2 separate regions of the Sus scrofa genome follow, and region 2 is linked to region 1. Evidence: chromatin contacts called from public HiChIP or PLAC-seq data. All regions are on one chromosome and are shown on one strand. Each heading gives the region's core, a stretch centred on a gene start, on an enhancer-like site or on the middle of the called end of the contact. The rest is flanking DNA. Distances are from core to core; before and after follow the strand shown. Region 1 overlaps STK4 (serine/threonine-protein kinase 4). Region 2 has its middle 16 kb from the start of RBPJL.

Region 1 (5,774 bases), core at 1,305-3,804:
ATATCTCCTGTATTTCTATCCCACCACATGGTGAGGCTATTGTACATATCTAGAGTACTTGCAAAGACCTTGGAAATCATATTCTCTGGTGGGTGGTGATTGCAAAGAGGAACACTGGGGACAAATGTCAGAATAAGTGTGGAAAACAGCAGGCAACCCCCCCCCCAAATTTCCAGACATAACTTTCATAGCATAGATTTCTTATCATTTGTGTCACAAAAGGCAGTAATACAAACGTAAGATGGTATTAATATTAAAAACTTTAAGCCATTTCTATAAATGAAAGTCAGCAGTATTCACAAGCATCTTTGCAGATTGAATAATATTGGACCTACATCTGTTACATATTTGTTACCAGTTTTAGTATTTCTGTAGGAACTGCATTTCGGCACTAAAATCCTTTTTACCTAAATCCGTAGTTGGAAATTCTATAGTACATTGACTAGAAAGAATAAACAGGATGAGTAAACTATTCAGCGATTTCTAAACAATGTCTCTATTCCATTGAAGCCCCCCCTCCAAAACCACCCCAAAATTTTTCAGTATTATTTATCAAAGTGTATATATGTTCTCTGACACATTTGAAAGATGTACAGAATGTGTTACAGTTCAATGCTGTATAAGATTGTTCCACACTTCACAGGATCGCTTGTGTCCCTGCCCCCTGTCCCACTTCCATGTAGTTTGTGTTCTCCAAACAAGCTCCCAGCATGTTTACAGAACTTCCTCTAGGGGGCGATAGTAGCCTGCTGAGAATCCCTAGAGTTTGCACAGAGAAATGGAGGAAACATTCTAGCCAAGCCAAAAAAGATGGGTAAAGCATGAATGCATCTGTTCAGTTATAAAGCGAGTATGAGTTAGCTGATGTCCAAACCATAAAGAGAAACAGATTCACTGGCCGATTGAACAGAAATCATCAAGTACCTGCTGTGTGCCAGGCAGTGTTTGGCACTCTACCATATAAACCATCTTCCACTTTCTTATTGAAGCACCCATTTGTCAAGAGTGCCAAAGGAGTGTCCATACTGCGGGACTTAATTAACGAAGCCATGGACGTGAAGCTGAAACGCCAGGAAGCCCAGCAGCGGGAGGTGGACCAGGACGATGAAGAAAACTCAGTGAGTGGCAGGCAGTGTGGTGGGCCTCGGGCATTCATGCTTGTTATTTCATGACTACCGGCCAGGCGAGATGAGTTGGGGATGTAGGATCCACCTGGAGCTGGAGACTCTTTTCAAGTGACTCTGTCCAGTCCGGGACCAGGGCTTGCTGGAGGCTTGCTGGATCTGTGCTTGTTCTTCTCACAGCGCTTCCTGAGGCACTTCCACATTTTATTCTTTTGCCTTCATATCTTTTCTTCAGTTTAACTTTTTATTCAGGAGAGAGAATGCTCAGGGCTGAGTCTGAGTTTTCCTTACCCATTTGGAGAATCTGGGAGCCATACTGAATAGGTAGATTTTTACACTTAGAGACTCCCCCACACCCTTGAGATCCCAAGAGTATGCACTCAGCTCCTTGGGTCAATGTTACAACATGTTACTAAGAAGGAGAGGGAAGGGGAGAGGGAGAGGGCCCTTTAGGGTTGGATGTGCAGCTCTCATGTGGATAAATTATGATCTTCTTTGGTTAAGAGTACTCTCAATGGAGTCTAACTCGTGAAAATTGTGAATCCATGTATTGTACACTTGTAACACATAGAGTGTCGTACATCAACCATAGTTCAGTGTGAAAAAAAAAAAAAAGAGTGCTCTCGGTTCTTCGTGGTGGGTTTAGAATCTAAGTGTCACATCAGAAATATTTGCACCAGGATGAATAAGAGTAATTCAGAAACCCTGTAAGATTTTGATCAAATTAGCCCTCATCTGAGATTTCATCCTCTTCCAGGAGGAGGATGAAATGGATTCTGGCACGATGGTCCGAGCCGCCGGGGACGAGATGGGCACCGTCCGCGTGGCCAGCACCATGAGTGACGGAGCCAATACCATGATCGAGCACGACGACACGTTGCCGTCCCAGCTGGGCACCATGGTGATCAATGCGGAGGAGGAGGAAGAGGAAGGCACTATGAAAAGTAAGGCTCTGACTAACTAGACCAACTTGGCAGGCAGGCCGCGCACGATCCAGGGAAAGCAGGTTCTGTGGTCCACACGGACTCAGTCCTGAAGCTCCTTTCTGTTGCCACAACCAAAGGAGTGAGAGAGCATTGGAAGGTTGGGGCGCAGCGGAGGGTCTGGGAGGGAGGAAGCTGGCACGTGGAGTCAGAGGTCGGCAGGCGACAGGAAGGGATCGACTTTCCGACCTGCATGACCATTCTCTTAGCATTTTTTTCTTTCTTTTCCGTGATCTGTGGAGGCGAGCATGTAGGTTTTGATGCGTAATTCAAAGTGTTAGGAAATTCTGAATGACTTATCAAACATACTCTTTTCAGTCTGTTTTCGTCAAACTGTTTGTCTGACCCAGGTTGAGCAATTCTCAGTCAGTCTCTTAAGGGTGAATGTGACAACTGAAGAGTCCCTTCCAGGCTCTTCTAATTTAAACCCATCTCTGCTGCTGTTCTTCCTCTTCCGATCCTTTTTATTTGGCCTGTGACCGAGGCCTGACGCCTGTGCTCAGTTCCTCGTGGGGGGCCGTCCTCTCCTCTCCCGTCGGTTTCCTTTCCCTTTACTCTGTGCGTGACAGACCGAGTCACAGAGGAAAGGAACTGGGAGTACCCAGTGGTCATACTAATTGAATTGAGTTCTCAGTGTACCGTTTAGCCTGAATTTTGCACAGGTTTAAAATATTAAGTCTCTGTGATCGTTCCATCATCTTTTTTTTTTTTTTTTTCTTTTCTTTTTTGAAAGTTAAAGCTTCCTCTTCTAAACCAAGGGCTTGATTGGCAAACAATGGTCCACAAGCCAAACCTGGCCTGCCACCTGGTTTTAGCAGTGAAGTGTTATTGGAACACAGCCATGCCCATTCATTTGCGTACTGTCTATACTGCTTTTGTGCTGCAGAGGCAGAGTGAAGCCGTTGTGACTGAGACCATGTGGCCCCCAAAGCCTGAAATGTCTGTTCTCTGGTCCTTTACCGACAGAAACGTTCTCTGACTACGGCTTTAGACCCTCTGCTCTGTGATTGGTTAATTCATTCAGTAAATTTCTCTTCAGTGTCCACTGTATCCACAGGTACTTTGCTGGATGCTGCAGCAGCCCTCACCCTGAAGGAGGTCGTTGTCTAGAGTGGGGGACAGACCATTAATTATACCTCGGTGTCTGAAACTGAGCTTTAAAACAGAGGTAATCGGAGGGTGTTGGCCAAGCAGAGTGGAAGAATATTTAACTCAGGCTGGGGATTACTGACAAATTCCTGGAGGAAGAGGGCAGGAAGGTTGGCTGTGAGTGGGGTGGGCGGAGATGTTCCAGCAGAGGTTGCCGTGTCCTCAAAGCCCCAGAGGCAAGTCCAGGGGAATGGTGGCTGGGTTGTTGCCGTGGAACAGACCATTCTAGGGCTGGGGTTCTCAGGCAGCCCCCTCTAATTTTCGCCTTCCAGGTCTGTGCGGTTTTAACCAACCTTTTGTTTTTGAAGGAAAGAGCTTTTCTTGTTTTCTTTTTTCTGTTTCGGGGCCAAGGCTCAGCCTTTGTTTGGCTTTGGGTCAGAATTACACAAATGGTGAAAGAGTAGTAATACTGCTGATGGGTGTGTGAGTTGGTCTAACTTTTGTGGAATGTAGTGCATATCAAGTATTTACAAAGTTCAAAGCTTTAACCAGCAAAGTCCACTTACGTATAAATTATTTATTATACCCGATAGGCATTGTAACTGTGAACAATAACTAGTAATGATTAGGTATTTAATGTCTGCCAGGCATGATGCTTAATCCTTTATCAGCATTTCATAGATTTTAATCCTTATGACCATGCTGGGTAGTTTTCCATAGCCACCCCCTCGTTTACTGCTGCAGAAACTGAATCGCAGAGAGATTAAGTAACTTGCTGTGGTTACACAGTGAGCAGTAGAAGAGCCAGGACCTGAAGCCAGATACATTGGACTTCAGAGCTCATGCTTGTAACCATTCGATCGTCCCGATCCTCAGTGGAGCCCCTTCACGAAGCTGTTGAGGGACAGGACTGAGGCTCATGTTACAGGGTGTCTGTTTGCAAGCCTCAGCCTGCAGTGGTGGTTTGAATAACCAGCCTCTCTGCACGTTTCCCTGGGATTTCTAGATGCAAAGCACATCGTTTTCAGATTTTCAAAGGGGACCTCCCTCTGATGGTAGGCTAATGACTTTGTTCCATCCGAAGGAGTAGGTCCTGGTTGGGAGTATCTGAAGCCACTGCAAAGAATCAGACTGCAGTTGCAGGGGATGGGGTTTGAGTAGGGTGAGATTTGATCGCTTTATAAGAGACCTCAAGAACCACACCTGTAAGAACCGCAGAGGTAAACCATGGCCCACGCTGCTTTGAAAACCCAAGTATTTGGATAAAAATATCAGTTTGGGGATCTTGGGAGGCTTCTTCTATTTGACTACGTCAGTGGTTTTTTTTTTTTTTTTTTTTTTTTTTGGTAAATGTCCCAGAAGAACTTTGCCCCCACAATCCAAAGGATACATTCCTGAGGCGACCTGAAGTGTCAGTGTCAGGGTCATTATACTTTCTCTGGGCCAGCAGAGGGAGCTCTGTAATAGGTTACGAATTGAATTTGTATTCCCATTTGTGTCCAGAAATCCACTTTCTGTGGAAGGCTTTATTCTAGATCAGGACCGTCATTTATTTATTTTAACATCTATTTTAAGTATCCACAGCAACACTAGGGCCATGTCCTTATTTTATTTAGGTAGGAGATTGGATACCTCATACTTGGCAAAGTTCAAACAAGACTGAAGTCAGTCTCAAAATAGTTGAACCTTTTCCTCTCTCTGCCCAGATTTCTCGGTAGACCTTAACCAAAACTGATGTTTTCTTTCTGCAGCATGATACTTTGCAGAGAGTTTTGAAACTGTCATCTGCTAAAATGGCCCTAACAAAGAAATCGAATACATTAAAGAAATAAAAGTTAAAATTCTTGTTCGGAACTGACTCAGGGAAAGTTATTTTATGTATCAAAATAAACATGAACAATGATGGGTTATAGCTTTTGTTGTGTAGCCTCTTTAGTTTTCATCTAATTAATTTCCATGTTGACTACACGAGTCTGATGCTTTTTTGGGGGAGTAGCCTTTGCCCTTTTTCCTTTTCTTTTTTGTTACTGGTTTGCAGTGTTCCTTATATTTGGGATACAAATTTTTTCTTTTTTAAAAAATGTTTTAATTTTTATTAATTTTTTTATTAAAGTATAGTTGACTTACAGTGTTTCCTCAATTTCTGTTGTACAGCAAAGTGATCCAATCACACAGTTTCCTGTGCCATACAACAGAACCCCATTGCCCATCTAGTCCAAGTGTTACTGTTCGCATCCATCATCTCCAAACTCTCCGTCCATCTGACTCCTCCTCCCCTCCTCACTGGCAACCACAAGTCTGTTCTCCAGGTCCATGATCTCTTTCTTTTTTGTCGATAGGATCATCTGTGCCATATTTTAGATTCCACATATAAGTGATTTCATGTGCTATTTGTCTTTCTCTTCCTTCACTTAGTATGAGAATCTCTAGTGCCATCTGTGTTGCTGCAAATGGCATTATTTTGTTCTTTTATATGGCTGAGTAGCATTCCATTATATATATATATATATATATATATATATATATACCACATCTTCTTAATCCATTCATCTGTCAATGGACATTGAGGCTGTTTCCA
Region 2 (5,774 bases), core at 1,473-3,972, 230 kb after region 1:
TTCAGTGTACGATGGGTTTATCAGGACATATCCCCATTGCAAGTCGAGAAAGATCTGTATATATTCATACACTATACATACATACATGTATGCCTTTCTCCTCACACTCGTAAGGAACACAGAGCTAATAGTGGCTTTTCAGGCAACAGCCAAGCTTTATATAGTAACTAGATGAGTTTGGCAAGTTCAGTGCACTTGAATTCTCTGTGCTTCAGCTTCCTTTTTTGTCAATGGGGAAAATAGGATTTGTTTCATAAGGTGTCATGAGGAATGTAATAATATATGTAAGCATTTTCAACAGCGTCTGACCCATAGTTAACCACTTTATATGGGCTAGTTGCTGCCACTGTTACTTTAGAAGCACTTTTACAGATTATCTAAATACCGCAAACTTCTTCTTCTTCTTTTTTTTTTTTTTTTTTTTTTTTTTTTTTTTTTTTGTCTTTTTGCCTTTTCTAGGGCTGCTCCCGCAGCATATGGAGGTTCCCAGGCTAGGGGTCTAATCAGAGCTGTAGCCGCCAGCCTATGCCAGAGCCACGGCAACGCAGGATCCGAGCCGAGTCTGCAACCTATACCACACAGCTCATGGCAACACTGGATATTTAACCCACTGAGCTAGGCCAGGAATCGAACCTGAAACCTTGTGGTTCCTAGTCGGATTCATTAACCACCGAACCACAACAGGAACTCCCCGCAAAACTTCATTTTTTTTTTTATCTTTTTAGGGCCACACCCAAGGCATATGGAAGTTCCCTGGCTAGGGGTCAAATCAAAGCTACAGCTGCCAGCCTACACCACAGCCACAACAACGCCAGATCCAAGCCACATTTTCAACCTACACCACAGCTCATGGCAACGCCAGATCCTTAGCCACTGAGCGAGGCCAGGGATCGAACCTGCATCTTTATGGATCCTAGGTGGGCTCATTAACCACCAAGCCACTGAGGGAACTCCCAACCTTCTTCCCTTTAACAGATAAGGAATTTGATGGGCCAGAGGAGGCGTGACCTTCTTGTATTTATTTTCTATGTTACATAAATAATAACCACAAACATAGCAGGTTAAAACAACACCATTTATTGTTCCACAGGTCCATGGGCAAGGAGTCCACACACGGCTTAGCTGGGTCTTCAGCTGAGAGTCTCCCAAGGCTGTCATCAAGGTGTCAGCCAGGGCTGCAGTATCTTAGAGGCACAGGGTCCTCTTCCAAGCTCATGTGGCTGTTGGCAAACTCCATGACCTTGTAGCTGTAGAAATCACAGCAGCTCGCTTCTTTGGGGGCCAACAAGAGCGCATCACTCTCATTAGGAAGCTTCCAGACCCTCTTACATGTATTTTCAACTGATTAGGTCTGGCCCACCCAGGATAATCTCCCTTTTTACTAACTCAAAACCTAACTAATTCGGGACCTTAATTACAGGTACAGCATCCCTTCTCCTTTGTTACCCAGTATAACCATAGCATGGGAGTGACTTCCATCATATTTACGGGTTCTGCCCACACTGAAGGGAAGAAAATATGCAGATTGTATACACCAGGGGGCAGAAATCTTGGGGGCCAGCTTAAAACTCTGACCATCCTCCTCCCTAAAACCATATAGCAAACTATGGACAAGGGGGAATCTTTGTGGCCAGTAAGCTTTCCTGCGCCCCCAAGAAGAAATTCCCCCACACAGGGGTCAGTGCTTCTGCTGCCTCAGAAGACTGACAAGATCATGCCCCAAACTGGCCCAATATTGTCCAAACCACTTTACATTCCGTGCCCAACTCTCAGAAATAATATCATATACCAAGTTCCACCCAGACTTTGCTCTCCCGATAAACAGACCCCTGTCCAGAGTTGACCAGCAATGGGGCTACTAGTAACCAGCGTTTAAGATGGTTTCTGACAAGTCTTGCCTCCTGGTACGCCCGCCCTTCTGGCCTCCCCTCTCGCAATGAATAAGGCTGACCCGTGTGACCAATGAGATTTAACAGAAGTGACAGTGTGACTTCCGAGGTTCAGCCATTAAAGGTATGATAGCTTCCACTTGGCTCTCTTCAATCATTCTCTGGCAAAAGCCAGCCACTATGTCATCAGGACACTCCATCAGCCCTACGGGGGTCCACATGGCAAGGAACTCAGGACTCTTGCCAACAGTCAGCACCATCTCGCCAGGCATGTACGTGCGCCATCTTGGAAGTGGCTCCTCCCGTCCAGTCAAGCTTTCAGAGGACTACAGCTTTGACCAACGCTGGGACTACAACCTCAGAAGACCCTGGAACCAGCTAACTAATTCCTGACCCAGATATTTATGTAAATCCCTAAGTCTGGGGAACAAATACTTTACCCAAAAGATGTGCTTATGCTGAGTGTAAAGTGCCAATTCTGGAGCACTTCCTATGGGCCAGGTTCTAACCTACCTCCCCAGAGGAGCCCAGGCTAACAGCTAATAAGCTGAAATCCAAATCCTGAGGTCCCGAACCCTGGTTTTATACATCCAACACAGCTCTAACAAAATTGCTACCACCTTCATTATGTTCTATATCTGCCTCCTCCAGCAGTGCAGCCGCCAGCCACATGTGGCTGTTGAGTACTTGAACTGCAACTAGTACCACTGAGGAAGTGACTGTTTTCGAATTTTTATTAACTCTTTAAAATAGCCACATGTGACTAAGTGGCCACTGTCTGGGACAGCACAGCTCTGACAGATGTGTCTCAAGTTGCAAGGAACAGAAACTGACTCAAGCCTCATGGGTCTCAGGAAGGATGTGAAACCAAACTTCCAAGGGAGTGAAGCGGGCCTGGGTGACATAAACCCTCTGATAGGCAATGTGTTTGTGAGAAACTCCAGAGCCTTGGGTTCAAACCCCAGAGACCGCCTGGGTTCAAATCCTGCCTCTACTCTTGGTAAGCTGCGTCTCTTTGGGTAAGTGACTTCACCTCTTAGCTGCCATTTCTGCAAAATGAGACTAGTAATAGCACCTATTTTGCAGTATTATGACAGATATAAAACAGAGAGTGGGTTTCCACCATGAACATTTGCAATGTGAGGGTTTGTTTCTTTCTTCTTTTTTTTTTTTTTTTTCCATCAGCTCTACAGCTGCTGGCCTACACCAGAGCCACAGCAACACTGGATCTGAGCTACGTCTGAGACCTACACCACAGCTCACGGCAACACCAGATCCTTAACCCACTGAGTGAGGCCAGGGATCGAACCCACAACCTCATGGTTCCTAGTCGGATTTGTTAACCACTGAGCCATGATGGGAACTCCCTTTTTTATTTCCTTTTTGTTGCTGCACCGGCAGCATATGGAGGTTCCCCAGCTAGGGGTCCAGTCGGAGCTGCAGCTGCCTGCCTACACCACAGCCACAGCAATGTGGGATCCGAGCTGTGTCTGAGACCTACACCACAGCTCATGGCAACACCAGATCCTTCACCCACTGAGGGAGGCCAGGGATCGAACTCGTGTCCTCATGGATACTAGTCAGGTTCTTAACCTGCTGAGCCACAACAGGAACTCCGCTTTGTTTCCACTGCCCTTTCTTCGTTGCATCCTTCCCTTGACCCCAACGAAGCACTGGGCCATGAAGTGCCTGCCAAAGGAAGACCACCCAAGCCCCAGGCCCTGGAATGAAGGCTTAACTCTGCACAAACCAGCAAAGGGTGGGTGTCTCCTTGGTTAAAGGGTTCTTACCCACCTCAGGGTAATGAAGACCAAGAGAGGTGTCAGTGGTATCTATACAGAACCCAGCAGCTACGATGCCCAGAGGCCAAGCAGGTGATGTGAGTGAAACAGGTGACAGAGGCTGTGGGGAAGGAGAACCTGCCTCTAGACGGCAACGCCCAGTGCTCACCATGCAGCCTAAGAATCAGCAAATCTTGATTTTTATTCCCTCATTTAAGAATCTGGATTTTTTTTTTTTTTTTTTTTTTTGCCTTTGTTTTTTAGGGCCACACCCCATGGCATATGGAGGTTCCCAGACTAGGGGTCAAATGGGAGCTACGGCTACCAGCCTACACCACAGCCACAGCAACGTGGGATCTAAGCTGCATCTGCGACCTACACCTCAGCTCAAGGCAACAATGGACCCTTACTTAACCCACTGAGCGAGGACAGGGACTGAACCTGCATCCTTATGAACACTGGTCAGGTTCTTAACCCACTGAGCCACAACGGGAACTCTCAGGAATCTACATTCTTATGGGAAACAGACTCAGTTCCATAGCTGGCAACTAATCCAAGGATTTTTGTTTGATTTTTAAACACGATGCCATCTAAAGAAAACTCTGAGGTAGGCACGACATGGCCCAGGGGCCGCGATGTGTGTGTCTGATTTCCTCCCTCCCTTCCCAGCTGTCTTAGCTTCTGATACCTCCTTCTTGGGTGTCTGGCAGCAATTCTTTCAGGCTGCCCTGAGATCAAGGGAAAGGATGACGTCTGACGAACTCTGAAAGGATAGAGGCAGGCCAGGAGGTCTAGAAAGTACCAGGTTTTATTATCTTTTTATCAAAAAATCAGTAACAGACAAGAGTGTGAGGTGCTTGCTCCCAACATGGCTGGAGGGAAGGGACATGGGAGGGGGGGAAGAGGACCCAGCCAGCTGGGACCCGGGGTGGTGGGGGTGAAAGGTGAAGGAAGCGAGGGTGACCCCACCCCTGATCCCAGCCAATGGGGTCAGGAGAGGCAGCCTGCCCAGGTTAAGCCGCCAGGCCTCTCCTCCCTGGAGGGGAAGGCTCATCAGGCCCCAGAGCCAGGGCCTGATCAGCCCTCCCCCATTCCCCTTTGTCCAGGGAGACAAAGGTCACCCCAGCCAAGGTGGGGGCTGTGACTTGTTGAACCAGTTTAGTTCTCTAGCTGCGCTGTCCCACAGATGCCCACGGGGCCCTCCTGGGCGTATCTGGTACAGAAGCAGCCACCAGCCACACACGGCCGCTGAGCCCTTGAAATGTGGTTAGTGTAACTGAGGAAAGAACACTCAACTCCATGTAATTTTAATTGATTCCACTCACCACATGTGGCTAGCGGCTGCCCTACTGCAGAGGGCAGCTCTCTCTCCAATGTTCCCTTCCATTTGGAGACAGCGAAGGAAGGAACCCCAGCTGGGCTCAAAGCAAAAGCTAGAGAGAAGGTTCTCCAGCCCGCTCAGAAGGCACCAGGAACGGGACGAAGAGAAGGGGGCGAAAACTCCACTCAGCCACACAAAAATGCACTCACTCCATCACCCACCCAACTTCAAACGGGAGTATCATATCACACTATTTCCTGAAAAAATATATTTATCTATTTGTCTAGAACCAAGGAAGAATAATAATATATTACATGAAAAGAGACACAAATATCCCACCATCCCCTACATTATATTTTGGGAATCTGCTAGAAAACTATATTTCAGCAAAAGCTTCTTAGAGGAAGTAGCTTCAGAAAGGGCCAAGGACATGAGCAGGGGTGTATCATTAAAAAAAAGGGGGTGGGGGATTTAAAGGAAAAGAAACAAGAGGGAAAGGGGCCCTTATCTGAAGGTATAAATAGTAAAAAAAAAAAAAAAAAATTAATAAAAATTATACTTCTGACTCTTCTCTCATTTTAAGTAACAAAAACCATTAAATACAAACTTAGCAGGTACTGTGGAAAGGTGCAAGGGTGTGGAGACGGCCTGGGCTTCTGAGCACTCGCGCCCAGGGAGAGAGGCTCTGTACAAAGCCATGGACCATTAAAAAAAAAAAAAAAAAAAAAAAATACCCCATGAAAAATAGACTTACAGGTATTCCATAAGTCGCTTTCAGGATGA

What was found. HiChIP or PLAC-seq counts read pairs in DNA pulled down with a chosen protein or histone mark.
Region 2: an H3K27ac HiChIP or PLAC-seq map of alveolar macrophages shows a contact between it and region 1. The contact joins two enhancer-like sites. A contact is called at or near these places in 7 of 47 Hi-C or Micro-C datasets (brain, embryonic fibroblasts, mesenteric adipose tissue and 4 more) and 1 of 2 datasets of contacts at active chromatin or transcription factors (alveolar macrophages).

What each region holds. Positions count from the first base shown.
Region 1 is chr17:47,413,642-47,419,415 of Sscrofa11.1, forward strand. STK4 (serine/threonine-protein kinase 4) reads left to right here. Exons shown (of 11, transcript XM_021077860.1): 8 at 990-1,118; 9 at 1,882-2,068. Among named protein-coding and RNA genes, the nearest start is that of STK4, 29 kb to the left of the region's middle. Within about 2 kb of position 2,555, at least 18 of the 83 cell types and tissues checked have an H3K27ac peak or open chromatin away from gene starts, as enhancers often do. A contact at or near this core is called in alveolar macrophages, where this site is marked.
Region 2 is chr17:47,644,134-47,649,907 of Sscrofa11.1, forward strand. No RefSeq gene overlaps it. Among named protein-coding and RNA genes, the nearest start is that of RBPJL, 16 kb to the left of the region's middle. Within about 2 kb of position 2,723, at least 4 of the 83 cell types and tissues checked have an H3K27ac peak or open chromatin away from gene starts, as enhancers often do. A contact at or near this core is called in alveolar macrophages, where this site is marked.